Regions from separate parts of the Oryctolagus cuniculus genome. Here region 2 is linked to region 1. A link is a contact called in public Micro-C data. All regions are on one chromosome and are shown on one strand. The core of a region is the stretch at or near the end of the contact, and the rest is flanking DNA. Distances in the headings are between cores, read along the strand shown. Region 1 holds the start of HBP1 (HMG-box transcription factor 1). Region 2 holds the start of CCDC71L (coiled-coil domain containing 71 like).

What was found. Hi-C and Micro-C count contacts between places; a contact is called where the count stands out from the background.
Region 2: a Micro-C map of ear pinna shows a contact between it and region 1, with 6 times the contacts expected there. The contact joins the promoter of CCDC71L here to the promoter of HBP1 in region 1. A contact is called at or near these places in 2 of 6 Hi-C or Micro-C datasets (ear pinna and an unstated tissue).

The regions. Positions count from the first base shown.
Region 1 is chr3:137,057,550-137,064,770 of mOryCun1.1, forward strand. HBP1 (HMG-box transcription factor 1) reads right to left here and starts at 2,992. Exons shown (of 11, transcript XM_002712037.5): 1 at 2,847-2,992. The coding sequence starts at 2,861. It overlaps LOC138849034 (a long non-coding RNA gene), which reads left to right and starts at 3,041. Exons shown (of 2, transcript XR_011387367.1): 1 at 3,041-3,226; 2 at 6,902-7,146.
Region 2 is chr3:137,526,219-137,533,439 of mOryCun1.1, forward strand. CCDC71L (coiled-coil domain containing 71 like) reads left to right here and starts at 2,696. Exons shown (of 1, transcript XM_051848824.2): 1 at 2,696-7,221. The coding sequence starts at 3,735. The coding sequence ends at 4,454.

The DNA.
Region 1 (7,221 bases), core at 1,742-4,241:
CAAAATCTCTTAACCACAGGCCTAACTACTCTCACTCCGACCTACTGATCCGCTCTCTTGTCTGATTCCTCACCATCCCACTGTCAATCCAGACTTCCCGGCAGCCTCTTCCCTAGACTCCTCTAATTGTGAAGGAAGGACACCCGGACCAAGTCCTCAGCACACCCTCCAATTACCGTAGGAGAGGGAGTGCAGGAGGAACTGAGACACTGAAAATGGATTATATAACTCCAAGTTAAAGCAAGCCTCCCTACCTAACTGTATTCAATGAAACTTTCTACCCCAAAAGCAGTTGAAAGGCATTAATGCAGTTCTTTCAGAATCTTTTCCATGAAACTTCACTTTTTTTCCCCACCAAAGTGTTTCCACAACTCTACTTTGGCACTACACTCAGAAAAAAACAACTCCCATAACAGATAATGTTTTGGTAAAATACACTACTGCAGAACACCACTCAGCATCATTATGTCCCTACATTTCACCTTTATGCCTGAACTGTCCTGTCTGTCCCTGAGGCTAGTACCCTCTGCCACCAGAATTGCAGCAGATGTAAAAATACCGCTACAGGTCACATCCTTGCCTTTGGCGGGCACTGTTCAATCGCATCTATACAAGTTCTTACTACAAGCAGCCATTGCCAAAACTGTTTAACAACTGTACTGTCATTCAAGATAAGTCATATGACAGAACTTGAAAACATCTAAACATTCAATTATGAAATTTATTTTCCTAAATTTGATTTTAATCCTAAACATTTTCACATTACTGATCATAGCTATAGTTTTTCTTGAATTTTGTGATTTACAATTTTTCTACATTGTTTCCCCATTCCAAATAAATATTTACTTTCATACTTTAAAAAAAATGAAAAGCAGGCACTGTCTCTTTAAATATGGCAGTAACTTCAGGTAATTTATGCTCAAAAAAGTAATGATACTTTCATGTTAAACAGCGACACAAGAGACCAGCTTTCCATTAACCCTAAAGAATGTACAGGGCTTGGCAGTTTATTCATTCATAAATCCATTCCATCTGTCTTCTTCACTGGGCACTTGGATAACAAGGACGCAGTGCAACGAAGTTAATATACAGTAATGAAGGCGAAGTTTAAAGGAACAGGATCCTGTCTAGGTCGGGAAGGTACACACTGGGAAGTGTGTAAGTTTGGGGAGACTGCGCAGGAAATTCTGGGACAAGGAACACTGAACAAAGGAAAAGGGATTTCCACGCAGGAAAAAAGCAACCAAGATGGCAACTTGAAAGTGAAATCAAAAGTTCGTTCTATAATCAGTCGTCACAACAAACAGCACTTTGAAGTGGTTAAATGGCGTCCTCAAAAGCACCAAGTAGCTGAAAAACTTCAAGGATGTAACGCTGGAACGTAATCCAAACGTCTTCGGAACCGGGTCAAATATCGCCTACTGGCAACAACTGACTTCAACAAAGGAAACGGAACAGATGACCCTAACACTCTGGTTTACAAAATAAAGACGAGGAACAAAACCAGAATCAAAAGCACCAAGGTATACATTCCACGTAAACACGGTCAACAGTAAAAACAGAAAAATGTTCACAAATGTTAAAAGGTTCCGATTCTCAAAAGGCAGCTTTAACTGCAAAGCTACAGCTCCGCTGTTCGGAGGAAAAGACATCTACAGCAGTTGTTCGGAACCGCTGGGAGCATTCCATCGCTTCCCAGAAGGTGCAACTCCAACTCGCGTGGGTTTTTTTGCTTTTTTTTAAACTCTCCTCCAGTCCAGGCACCAGCACATCCTGCGCCAAAAAAAAAACTTTGGTGCGCGGCCCTTGGGTCGGCGCGGCTTCCCGCACGACTCCGGCGGAACACGGAGCCCGCCTCCGGGGGCGACCACCCCCCAGCACGGCGAACGCTCACAGCCCGGCGGCGCCCGCCTCCGCTCCGGTCCCGTCTTCCGCGGAGCCTGCCAGGCGGGGCCTGGGAGCGCCGGCCAAGCCTCCGCTCTGGGTCACGCCGAGTCCATCCCCCACCCTCTTTCGCCATTCATCGCGCGCCCTCCCCTCCCCCCATCATGTGACCGCAGCCCGGACTCCGGGCTTGTTTTTCCCCCGGGCTCCGTCTCACTGCGCAGGCGCCGCGGAGCCCATTCATTCGAACTGCGTAACAATGAGCCCCGGGGCCCAGCTGCTCCGCGAGCTCCCCAGCTCGGCCCGCGCCCCTCAAGGCCCGGGTGGAGGAGGCGGCGCCTCTGTGGGGGGGGGGGAGGGAGAGATCCCCCCCCACCCCCGGCCAGCCCCCCACTCCGGCCTACCGCCGACCCTCCGCCCACAAGCCTAGAGTTGGAAGTCAAACTTTCCTGGGCAGCCCCGGCCCCTTCCCCCGCCCCAGCCCGCCCCAACTCCGCACCCGGCCCGGCCACCCACCGCGCCAGCGGGCCCCGAACGCAGTCCTCGCCCAGCCTCCTCCCTTTCCCCGTCCGGGGACCCCCTCTCGCGCCGCCGCCGCCGCGAAGCGCCAGGCGCGCTCGCAGGAGGTGCCGGTCCGGTGGGCTCGCCGCGGGCAGCGGTTGGACGGCTAACTGCGCCCACTCTGAAGGCAGTCCCTGGAGGGGAGGGAACGCGGACCCAGGCTCGCCCGGCCGCCCCATCCCCTCGGGCTCCTGCCCCTCCCTTCCCCACCCCCACCCCTTCCCGAGCCGAAAGACAACAAACGCGCCGCGGAGTGCCGGCAGCCTCGGTGCGGGCCGCCTTGACGGCGACAACACCACCGGCAGCTCGCGGATCCTCTCTGCGACTGACGCTGGCCTCCCCGGTGCGGGTTACGGCTTCCTTCGCCACTCTTACTCCTCAACCGAAACTTTCCTACTTACCAAACCCGTCGCCATTACCAAGTCTTTCAAGCTTCGTCTTCCCCCTCCCCTCAAGCCCCCGGGGGGTTGAGCCTCCTCCCAGCTCTCTCGTCCTCTTATTGGCCCGCAGAGCTGCCATTCGGTCTTTCCACTTATCCATTGGGCGATACCACGGCCCTTCTCGGGGGGTGGGCATGTATTGACTTTTGTGTTGTGTTTACTGGACGAGACAGCGTGTCAGTCACTGGGCTAAGCGCTCCGGATTGGACTGCTGCCGAGACTCGGGGGACCCTAACCAAACTTTGCCCGCGAAGTGGATTGTGGGTTCGTAGTCTCAGCCTTTCTCGGCGCCTGGGAAGGCTAGGCTGGCGGAAGAACCGGTTGGACTACATATCCCAGAGGTGCGTGCACAGCACACTCTTGATAGTAAACAAGAGTCATAGGGACACGTGTATCAGCTCGTTTGTTTTGGTGTCTGGGACAAAAGGGAGGGGGCGGAGGAAGGGAGTGTTTGAAAGCTTGGGCCTCTTCGCTTCCTCTGGGCCTGTGCTAGCGCTCAGAGGCGGCCTCAGCTTTTCGCAGCACCCGTGCCTGGCCTTGGTCAGCCAGAGCCGTTCGCCGCGCAAAGTCTGGCAGGGGGCCAAGGTATTGTTTTAGGGCGAGGGGAAGGAGATGACTGTACAAGCGGAAGCGGCGCGGCTCGCGAGGGCTTCAGTCACCCACACATCGTGGTCCCAGGCCCGGCGAGGATGCTGAAGGTGCTGCCGGGGCTCCTCCCGCGATGGGAAGAACCGGGATTCCTTCATCCTGCTCCTTGCCTCGCCACCCTCCTTCACACAGCCCCTGGGGACCGCCTTTGTCGATTCTATGCCGGTGAACGCCAGGCGCCCTCAGGCGTGGGCATGCACGGTGCTGGGGGGCGAGACACCCAGGGCTTAGCGAGTTGACGAAGCTGTTAGCGGGGAACACGTCCGTGATGGCTTGCACCAAGCTTCCTCGTTGGGTAAGGCAGTACAGAGGAGGGCCGAGCGTGACTTAGACAGGAGTTGGCAGTCGTCAGACGTGGGTTTCTGCGGTGAGCTGTCGTGGGCCATTCTTCGCCTGCCGAGGACGCCCCGTGGACGGCAGAGGCCGCTCTGACTCACGGCGGGAGGAGGCTGGCCCGTCGGCTTTGCAGCCGCCCGCGCCTCCAACATGGCTGGCGGCCGGGCGCGGGGGCCGCCGGCGCGCCCCTGCCGCTTCACGCCGGCCGCATTGCAAGGGCGTTGGTAGGAAGCTCTGCTCCCCTCGGGGCTTCTGCCGTCTGCATCGTCTAAGAAAAGAGAAGTCGGTATTGGTGAGAAATCCGTAAGCAGACTTTGGGAAAGAGCCCGAAATCATAGCTCTCTTTCTTGAATTTTTTAATTCTACCAGAAAGCCACAGGAGCAATCGAGAATTACAGAATAACCCCTCCCCATACGGTGAAACAAGTTTCCAAATTCCTTTAGGGATACTCTGTTGGAATCGTTGACGTGAGATTGTTTATAAAAAGTCCTCCCTCCCCTGTGATCAAAGGTGTACTTTCTGTGTCCTTAATTAGCAACCAAACACTTTATTTAGCTTACTACGATAAAGACAGCCAAAAACGACGCTTGTTTTTTTTTCCCCTAAGGAAAAGCTACAGTTTAAATGTTATCATCTTTCAGAGATGAATGGAGTGACTGTGTCTCTGCTACTTTGTTGTTTTCTTCTCCCCTCCCCCAACCGTGGAGGGTCCTAGTGCCCCATCATTAAAAATATGAACTCCAACATTTAATTTCTTGACCGAAAAAGAAAAAAATGCATGTTCACCTGATCACTTTAAATCGAGGTCTAGGATAACTTATGTCTAAGGCACTAATTCCAAGAAACCTAAAAGCTTTCCTTCCCCAAAAATGACTTCTCAGGAGCAACCCTTGTATCTATCTTCAGTACACAGACTGTGAGAGTTGATTCTGACGAAGCCTTATTTTAAAAAACTACTTGAATGGATTTACCAAAAGCTTTAGTGTTTTTTTTTTCTTTTAAGGACACAGGACATTTAAATTCTTTTTTTTTTTTTAATTTTTATTTTTTGACAGGCAGAGTGGACAGTGAGAGGGAGAGATAGAGAGAAAGGTCTTCCTTTGCCGTTGGTTCACCCTCCAATGGCCGCCGCGGCTGGCGCGCTGCGGCCGGCACACCGCGCTGATCCGATGGCAGGAGCCAGGAGCCAGGTGCTTCTCCTGGTCTCCCGTGGGGTGCAGGGCCCAAGCACCTGGGCCATCCTCCACTGCACTCCCTGGCCACAGCAGAGAGCTGGCCTGGAAGAGGGGCAACCGGAACAGAATCCGGCGCCCCGACCGGGACTAGAACCCTGTGTGCCAGCGCCGGTAGGCGGAGGATTAGCCTAGTGAGCCGCGGCGCCGGCCGACACTTAAATTCTTATCTGGTTACTGTATATGTTTACCCTTGAAGAGCACTGGAAAGCTTTTTCATTTTTCTTTCAGAAAATGTACTCAGTACGTTATGTGTTGAACACTGTTTTAAGTGACAAGAATGCAAAGACAGGAAATCTTTTTCAAATGCTTTAGCTCATTGTTGACCCAGTGTGTCAAAAAGTGACAAGTTGAACTCAGTTCAGTCACAGCTGATGAAGGAGTGCGATTAGAATACCTGTAGGCAGACAATTCACCCTGAGACGCTCAAGCACCCGCAGTAGCGCCTCCTGTGTGTTTCACAAGGACATCCCCATTAATTCTTGAGTAACCAGCACAACCAGCCAACTCTTGTAAGCCAGTACAGACCTAGGAAGACCTCCTTAGAAATTTTTACATAGGTAAATTACACTTCTTGAACTAAAACAGACATAATTACAGATTTTATCTGTCCTTCGGATGCTTCCATGATAAAGCTGGCGCTAAAAATCAGTTTCGTCAAATAACACCTTCTGTTGGGTAGTGTAGGCATGATATACATTCGTAGACACATGCACACGCAAAGTCTGTGCCAAAATATGTCAGACATTGTCATCTCAAAATGTCTTCTCAGCAGTTTGTAAAATTCTGTTGTCATAAAAATAAAGTTCTAATTTGTTAAAAATGGTTAAAAAAAATTAGATCAGTCCTATTTAGAAGTGAAATTAAGTAATATATTTCCTCTGATTCCACAATATCTGGCACACCAGTGATTACTTTGCTAGACTAAGAAATAAGATGTTCAAGCACATGGAATTTGCCTGAATATTGAGAATATTGCTCTTCAAATTGTCTAAACAAAGGAAGTCACTCAAACAAGTACGAAAATTAGGAAATAGAGCACATGTATAATCTACAACATTAAGCACCCAGATTTTTTATTTCGTTCCTTCGTAGACTATTTGAATGCTCACAAATATCCTTCAGGGTAGCTGACTGTAATTTGAAACGAGTGAATTTTATAATTAACTTAGGTCAAAGTACTCAGGTAAACTCAAGTTGTAATAAGGTGCCTGGGCGCTAATGAGGGCCATTTTAGAACTTAGTCATTAGTACGCGTCCCTTATGCTTGTAATTCCTGATACAACTAAAGATCTAGATTTTGCTCAGTTGTCCATAAAGCAAGACCTTGCTTCAGTGGCTGACCAGGGGGTGTCTGAAGACTAACTATTAGGAAGAGGAAGGAAGGAATGATTGCTGGGTTTCTGGCTTGGGTAATGGTGGTATACTGATCTTGGAGAGAACGGGCACCAGCAAGAGGGCAAAGCATAAGCTTTCTTTGCGGGCCCAAATGTTGAGTACAGGGTCCTATGGCCAGCTGCAACTCTGATAGCTTTCAGGAGATCCAAGTCTAGAGGAAGAACCCTGGGTGTCCTCAGCCGTAGAAGAACTATATCCTCGATGGCTCAGCTGCCCTGCAAACATTGTGGTGGAGTTGCCTAAAGTGCTGGTAATAAAAATGTATTTGGAGAAGGCAATAAATCTTCATTTCGCTTCCCGTTGGTAAAAGCAAGCTCAGTGGGGCTGATGCTGTGGCATAGCAGTTAAAGATGTCACCTACAGCGCCAGCATCCCACATAGGCACCCCACTTCCCATCCAGCTCTCTGCTGATGTGCCTAGGAAACCATCAGAAGTTGGCCCAGGGGCCCAACACCCACGTGGAAGACCCGGAAGAAGCTCCTGGCTCTTGGCTTCGGATTGGCCCAGCTCTGGCCAGTTGCGGCCAACTGGGGAGTGAAGCAGCAGATGGAAGACCCCTGTCTCTCTCTCTCTGTCTCTCTCTCTGCCTCTCCTCTCTCTGTGTAACTCTTTCAAATCTTTTTTTTTTTTTAAAGCAAAGTCAAAGAACTGTTCTCATGCCCTTCATTAGAATGTTCTAGAGTTAAGAATTCCTGTTACCTGATCTGTTTCACAGAAACC
Region 2 (7,221 bases), core at 1,446-3,945, 470 kb after region 1:
CTGCTGTATTTTTTGTTGGCTTCCCAGGGCCCCAGGATGTCTGCCGCCTTCTGTCCTTTTTGCAGAGTCTTCTGGTGTTTGTTTAATAATATCCAGGGGTTATACTTGTAATTAGCAGGAATAATAGGAAAAGGGTATATACCCCATCTTCCTGGAAGTCAAAGGCCTATCCTCTTGGCTTCCATGGTCTTCCTGTATTAGCTATCTAGTACTTTTAGAGAATATCAGTGCTTTGAGGTAATTTTTGTAATCAAAAATTAAAATGATTTTAGAATGGGTCTCATGAAATCCTGATATTTTTCTTGATAACACATTCTGTATTTTATATCATTTGAACTAAGAATCAACACTATCTTTCGGCCAGCAACCAGAAACCTAAGCTCTGATTCATAATCTTTGACTGTTCAGTTCTGGGAAACTGGACCCATCTCTTGGTATTTCAGTATTCTCCGAAGAATTGAGTGTTGAACTCATTAGATCATCTCTAATTTCCTTCTAACACTCATCAATTCTATTACTGTTAAGAAAAATCTAAACTTTCTGTAACAGGGTATGAAATATGTTGGTATTGGTTAACCCAAGTAAAATCCTCAGGGTTAGGTAGAACAAATAATGATATCTATCATTTATTGAACCCTTAAAGTGTTCCTGGTACTTCAGTGGTTACAAACATTTTTTCATCTAATCCTCAAAACAATCCAATGAAGTAGAGGTGACACCCATTTCAAATATGAGAAAACTCAGGCTAAGAAAGGTGAAAAATATGCCCAAGACTATTTTGTTGTAAAGATGTACTTGATTCCAGTTCTATTTGATTCCAGAGCTGATGAGCACAACCACTTACATATACCTTTTATTTTTATTTTCCTGGCTACTTTGAAAGAAGCAAATTTTTTTTTTGGAAGTATTATCTTAAAGCAGTTTCTGGGTAACTAACAGATACATTTTATTAATTTCTACAGTCATTTTATTGTTTGGTTTCATTTTTTTAGCTACAAAATTATAAATACAGAAAACAGGTGCCTATGGCTAGTTTTTCATTTCTTCTTCTTATTCGTCCCATCTATTTAGAAAGCATTACTATCCTTGATAGAGGAATAAACTAAGGATTGTAAAGTATCATTTCTCAGGAACAAAAATTCAGCTTTCCAACCATCCTTACACTTTGTAGTATCTCAGGAATATATTAGCTTTCTGTGTGAGTTTTACTCATTTATGGAGAATGGCTAAGGAACCATTTATACAACTATATGAGCTAATATGAAATTTAAAATAAACACTATGACAAAAAGAACAGAAAGAATGTCAAATTCTAAAGTGTACAATAATCTAAGCACCTTGAAACTGGTTCCTAAAAACACTTCATAGAAATATTGTTTGGTTTTAATTAAATGAATATGTATTATAAAATTAACGAATATCTTTCAATTTGTTTTCATACTGTCTTAGAATCAAAATTGTGTTGAGACAAGATTTATCTTCTTAATCAAAATCAGTTCTGTAGCTTGTATAGAGATGTGGTATATATGTGGTGAGAGACACACACAGACTGAACATGGGAGGGGTTGATAATATAAAAAGCGGGGACTACATTAGTCCTAAAGTGACCCCATTCTTAAATGTGGAGTCTCCCTAACTCTCCCCCTGGCGTGATCTGTGAGAGTTTGTCAGTCTGTAGGGGTATTCCAATGGAAGTCATTAAAATTCCCCATTACTGTGTGTTCCCAGAAGTACTAAGAAATAATTGTGATATAAAGTTGTTGCAATAGCACGTCTTTATAAGGACTTTAGAAAGCTGGTAATTGGCTTGATAATCTTGTTCTGAGATCAGAGTGTGCTTTTCTAGGAAAATGATGTTCTCTTCAAAGTTGCCAAGATTTGGGTAGATAGAGGACTGACTCCTGGTCTGCAGTTCGTTTTCTGCCGTAAACTCAATGTGTGAGGAGGGTGCTCCGGTGTAGAATTATGTTTTAGCTCAATTGAAATGAAACAAAAAGATTATCTGTAAGCCCAATAATACAAGATAGATAAAAACTGCTCAACTCTGTATGGGGTGGAAGTAGGAACAGGGGCGCAGCTCTGTCCCTTGGCCACCCCACTCATGCATAAAGCATTCTCTTTTGAACTTCTTTAGAGTCTGGGCACCAATCCTAAACTGGAGCCCCAGTCCTGCTATCAGTTACTGAACCACAGAGCCTCCAAATCTCCTCACGTGTGAAGTGAGGAGATCGAATTAGGTCTCGTGGAGCTGGAATAATCGGGGCAACCATTAGTGACTATATGTAAAATCACCAAACTTCTGTTTTGTTAGTTTTCTACAGCAAAAAGAAGATGCTTACTGTATGGTAACATCTGCATGCCTACCTCAAATTTTTCTAACAACATTTTTTTAAATGTTCTGAGGAAATGGCAAATATAAATGTAAAAATAAAAAAACCCAGATCATTCTTTTCCAAGCAATTTCAATCATTTTCTTCTTGCCTCATTTGCAATAATGAGCAGTGTGTTACTGATTCACTTAGGTAACACACTGCGTGCCCACTGCCTGACAGGCTCTGACTTGGGTACGGAGGCTAGAAAGGCTGGACCCCAAATGCCCATGGCCGCCCCTCCCCCCACGGCACACCGAGGGTCCCTAACAATGTGTTCTTTTCAACAGAATCTTTATTCAGGTTCTGTGATGCCATCTGCCTTCTAATGATCCCGATGGTGCCGCCCAGGGCTGTTTTCTTCAGTGAAAAGAGAAGTGGCACTCCTATAGAGGTCTACGCTTACAACAAGGGTATTTTGTCCAAGCAGGCTGGCTTTGTTGTAATTGGTCTTGGATCACCTTGAGCAAAGAGTACTGAAAGACTTTGCTTTCCTGCTCAGAGAGCTGCTCTTCTCTATGAAGATGGTGCCACTGACCAGAGGGGCACTCTCCCGCGTGCAGCCAGTACTACCGGATGCATTTCTGGGTTACTGAAGTTTTCCTGCGGTGGACTGAGGTCCAGAGAGAGAAGAGATTTGAATGAAGATGCCCAAAGAGGCCTTTGAGGGGTGAGAAGGGAATTGTGCAAGGTCTGCTCCCTCTAGCCTTAAACCCCAACTTCCCAGCTCTGATTCCAGCAACAGTTTGGGCTTACCTGCCTTTGTTAGGCTGGTACAGCTCCCAGCTCAATCCACAACCCAATCTCCCCAAGAGGGGGCCGACAAGCTGCCTCCTCCTCCTCTACCCGGGGCAGTCCTTAGCTCTACCCACCCAACTCTCTTGACTTACGCTCAAGCCCCACCAACACCAACACCACCATCACCACCACCACCACCACCACCCCCCACCCAGCACCATCTTCTAGGAACTGGCCTCTCCCCCATCAGTCCCCGCCCCTCCTCGGAGAGCACCCAATGGGTGGAGCCGGGGCCGCGGTAGGCGGGGCCTGAGGCGGGCCCATTTAAAGAAAGGCAGAGGGCGAAAGGAGGCAAGAGAAGAGAAGAAAGAGAAACCAAGGGGGCGAGGCGCCGTCCAATGACAAAGCCCAGGGGTGGGCGCCGGCCGCCATCTTGTACCGGGCGGCAGGATATTCACCCGCGTCCTCCGCCCTCGGAGGGGGAGGGGCGGCGGCGGAGGCGAGAAAAGTAGCGAGAGCCGCGCCGCGAAGAGGGCGCCAGCAGCGGCCGCCGCCGCGGAGCCAGACACGGGCGGGGACGGCGGCGGCGGAAGGCGGGGAGCGCCGGGCGGCCCCGAGCGGCCTCCGATGCGGCGCAACGTGAAGAGGCGGCGGCGCCGGCCCCTGGCCGCCCCGGCCGCGGCCGCCCGGTGCGGCGGCCTGAGCGCGGGAGGAGGGGTGGCGCTGGAGGCGCGGGAGGAGAAGGTGGTGTACTCGCGATCGCAACTGTCGCTGGCCGACAGCACCAAGGCGCTGGGCGACGCCTTCAAGCTGTTCATGCCCCGCAGCACGGAGTTCATGAGCTCGGACGCGGAGCTCTGGAGCTTCCTCTGCAGCCTCAAGCACCAGTTCTCCCCGCACATCCTGCGCAGCAAGGACGTCTACGGCTACTCCTCCTGCCGGGCCCTGGTGCCCGACCCGCCAGTGCCGCCCGCCGCCCGCGGCCCGCCGCGCCGGCCGGCTCCGCGCGCAGCGGCCAGGAGGAGGCGCCGCGGAGTCCGGGCGGCCGCCGCCGGGAGGAGGAAGCCGCCGCTGCCGCCGCCGCCGCCCCCGCCGCCGCCCGCCGCTGAGGAGACCTCGCCGGCCCAGCCCGCGGCGGCGCCCGGGCCCTGCTTCGGGGGCCGCACGCTGGAGGAGATCTGGAGGGCGGCCACCCCGACGCTGACCACCTTCCCCACCATCCGCGTCGGCGGCGACGTGTGGGGCGACCGCAGCCTGGCGGCGGCGCGGCGCCGGGCGCGCCAAGTCCTGCGAGTGAACCTGGAACCCGTGGTGAGGCTCCGCCGCTTTCCGGTGCCCCGGGCGTGAGGAGCGCTGCCGAGGGCGCCGCCTGCCGGCCCCGGACCCCGGGACGGAGCTTCCGCCTGGACGAGTGGACAAGTGTCAGTCGAGTGTTTACAGATCCGGCCAGGACCCTGTCCCCTAGTGCACTTTACGCGCGACGAAGAAGTCACCGGATGGTGTTCTCTGCCTGCCCTGCGCCCCCGGCACGCGTCGCCGCCGTCTGGGACTCCCTGGGACGCCGGGCTTGCGGAGGGGGCCGACAGCTGGACCGGCTGGGGAGGCCCCTCTGCTTCCTAACCCCAGACTGCGACGTCTCCAGGACTGTAGGGGCTATCCGTTTTCTCCCTTATGGACTCTACCTCACTGGTCTGGAAGTCCTACGAAGAAGTCACTCTCTCTTTTTTTTTTTTCCTCCAAAGGAATTTGATTTCGTGCTTGTGAAAAAAAAAAAAAAAGGCTAGAATTTACTTGCTCTTCATCGCCCTCCTCCCCCCCTTTTTTTTTTTTTTTGACTGCCACCCCTCTTTCTGGATCGAACATGCTTTGTGATGTTGCACCAGTTTGTGCTCAGGGTGTTCTGAATCCTCATTCGTTTCTGAATTTTTACTGGCTTCCAAAGCTTTGACCAAGGATGTTTTTAAAAGGTTCAAGCTTATGACTCTGAGTAGTGCGAGGATTTGTGTGACTTTAAATTTCCTGGGCTCAGTGATTACAAAGAGATGCAAAGTACAACTGTGTAAACATAAAGTGTTTCTTAAAGATTTTATACGGAAAGCTAATGTTTTTATTTACTGAGCTCCTAAAGAGAATGGTAGAGTGCTAAAAGTTCTGTTTAGGAAAAGTTGACTTGTTAAAATTCCTTTTAATTGAGTAATAATAAAAAAAACTGAATTGAAACACCACATGGCTTGTGATAAAGACAAGTGAATAAATTGTGATGAGCCGGAGCTGGTTACAGGACTAACTGGCATCCGACTGGATGTGATTTGACCTCATGTCTTGGTCCAACATATAAATCCAAGAATCTCAATTCTGGGATACTTACTTTAAAGTGGGAGCTGTGTAAGAGGGGTGAATATGTGTAAAGCTTGTTATGAAAACCATCAACAGAATACCCATTACAAGTCTCACAACTGTTAATGATCTAGAGGGAGGGCTGGGGGGGCATTTCTTGGTATCAAGTCACTGGTTGAAGTGAACTTTGGGCAAGAGAGATCTTTGTTTCCTTGTTGGCAGATAACAAGAAATGCCCAGACTAACATCGCTTTTATATACAGCGTGACGGTTGGGTTGACTTTTTTTGTCCTATGGATTTGCCTTTATCAGTTGACTTTTTTTGTCCTATGGATTTGCCTTTATCTGTTGACTTTTTTTGTCCTATGTGTTTGTGGTTGTTAGGTCTTTGACAGCTGAAGATACCAGAATCAAGCAGGCTGAGCCCCACAGAGTACTGACCCTTCTTTACGCTGTTACAGTAGTGTGGATACCATGTGGTCCAGTGTGGACTTTTTGATTATCCAAGTGCCTTTGGTCATTGGTGGCAGCAAGACTTAATGGTTCGTAGCTAGTGGTGCCACAACCAGCTTTTAACTGCAATACCTAAAGGGTCAAGTAGTGTTTCTGTGCCACTGTTATTTTAAATGTAAGAGTTCTGCTGTGGAATGATCTATCCCAGGCTGGAACTTGACATGTGAAATCCTCAATGCAAAGGTTTAGCTCTGCTTGGCAACTTTTTAGAAGGATACGCAGAGTTGGAATTTTGACTCTTGGGTTCCTAGAATTCACATGGTGTAGCTTTCTGAAACCGTTTTTTTTTTTCTTGTAGTTTAATAGTCCATAATAGGAGTGTAGTGACTTTAATTTCAGTGTTCTTTTGTTTAAAAAATGTATCTATCAATATATATTATGAGACTTTATGCCAGTTGCCCAGTATGCCTCACAGTCTTGCTACTCGATGCATTATTACAAACACTGTCACATGAGTAAATAAAAAGGGAATAATTACTTAGAAGATGGAGAGTGTTACATTATATTTGTGTGATAGAGAGCTTGGACTCTTTTGGTTTGTTAGTTTCCATTGCCAATTGTATTTCAGATACATAGGACTTTCTTCCCAAAAATACATTGTTAACTTTTATAGCTAACTAGCAGCTGGAACAAAAAAAGTATTTGTACCATTTCACTATTGTACATAGTTTTGTAATAATTAAAAAAAATCCAATGGCCATATTAGAATGTAATTTTAATATATAGTTTATCCAGGTAGTTTCCCAGAGCATTTTGAAGTTAGGCTCAGCTGAGAAGTTGACTTTGCTCAGCACACGACTGAAACATAACGAGTGACACCATGCATTTGTTTTAACTCAGTCTCTACATACTTTCCACTTTTGCCTTGTTACTTTGTGTGCTTGAACTCTCATAAGTGCTTCTTTGGATTATTTGGGCTGTTGATTTCGGTTGGGATCTGATTACTCATCGTGAATTCAATATGGTTCATCTGGGCTATTAAAAAGCTTGCCATTTCCGGTGTTTGAAATAAGCTAGAAGAAATCTTTGTATTTGCTGAGTTAGTTTTAGCAAGACCTGTATAACAACTTCAAAAATGTGAAGAAACATCTCATGTAGTTGACTAGTATTTTACCGGGAAAGGAAGAGTGTTTTATGGGAACTTTTGAGCAGAATGTGAACAGAAACTTGGCACAGTGGCCTTTGCAGTGAGGCATCCATTTCCTGTCCTCTCCAATGAGTCTGTAGCTTAGCTTGGGTGTAGTTTTCTAAAGAAATCCTGTGA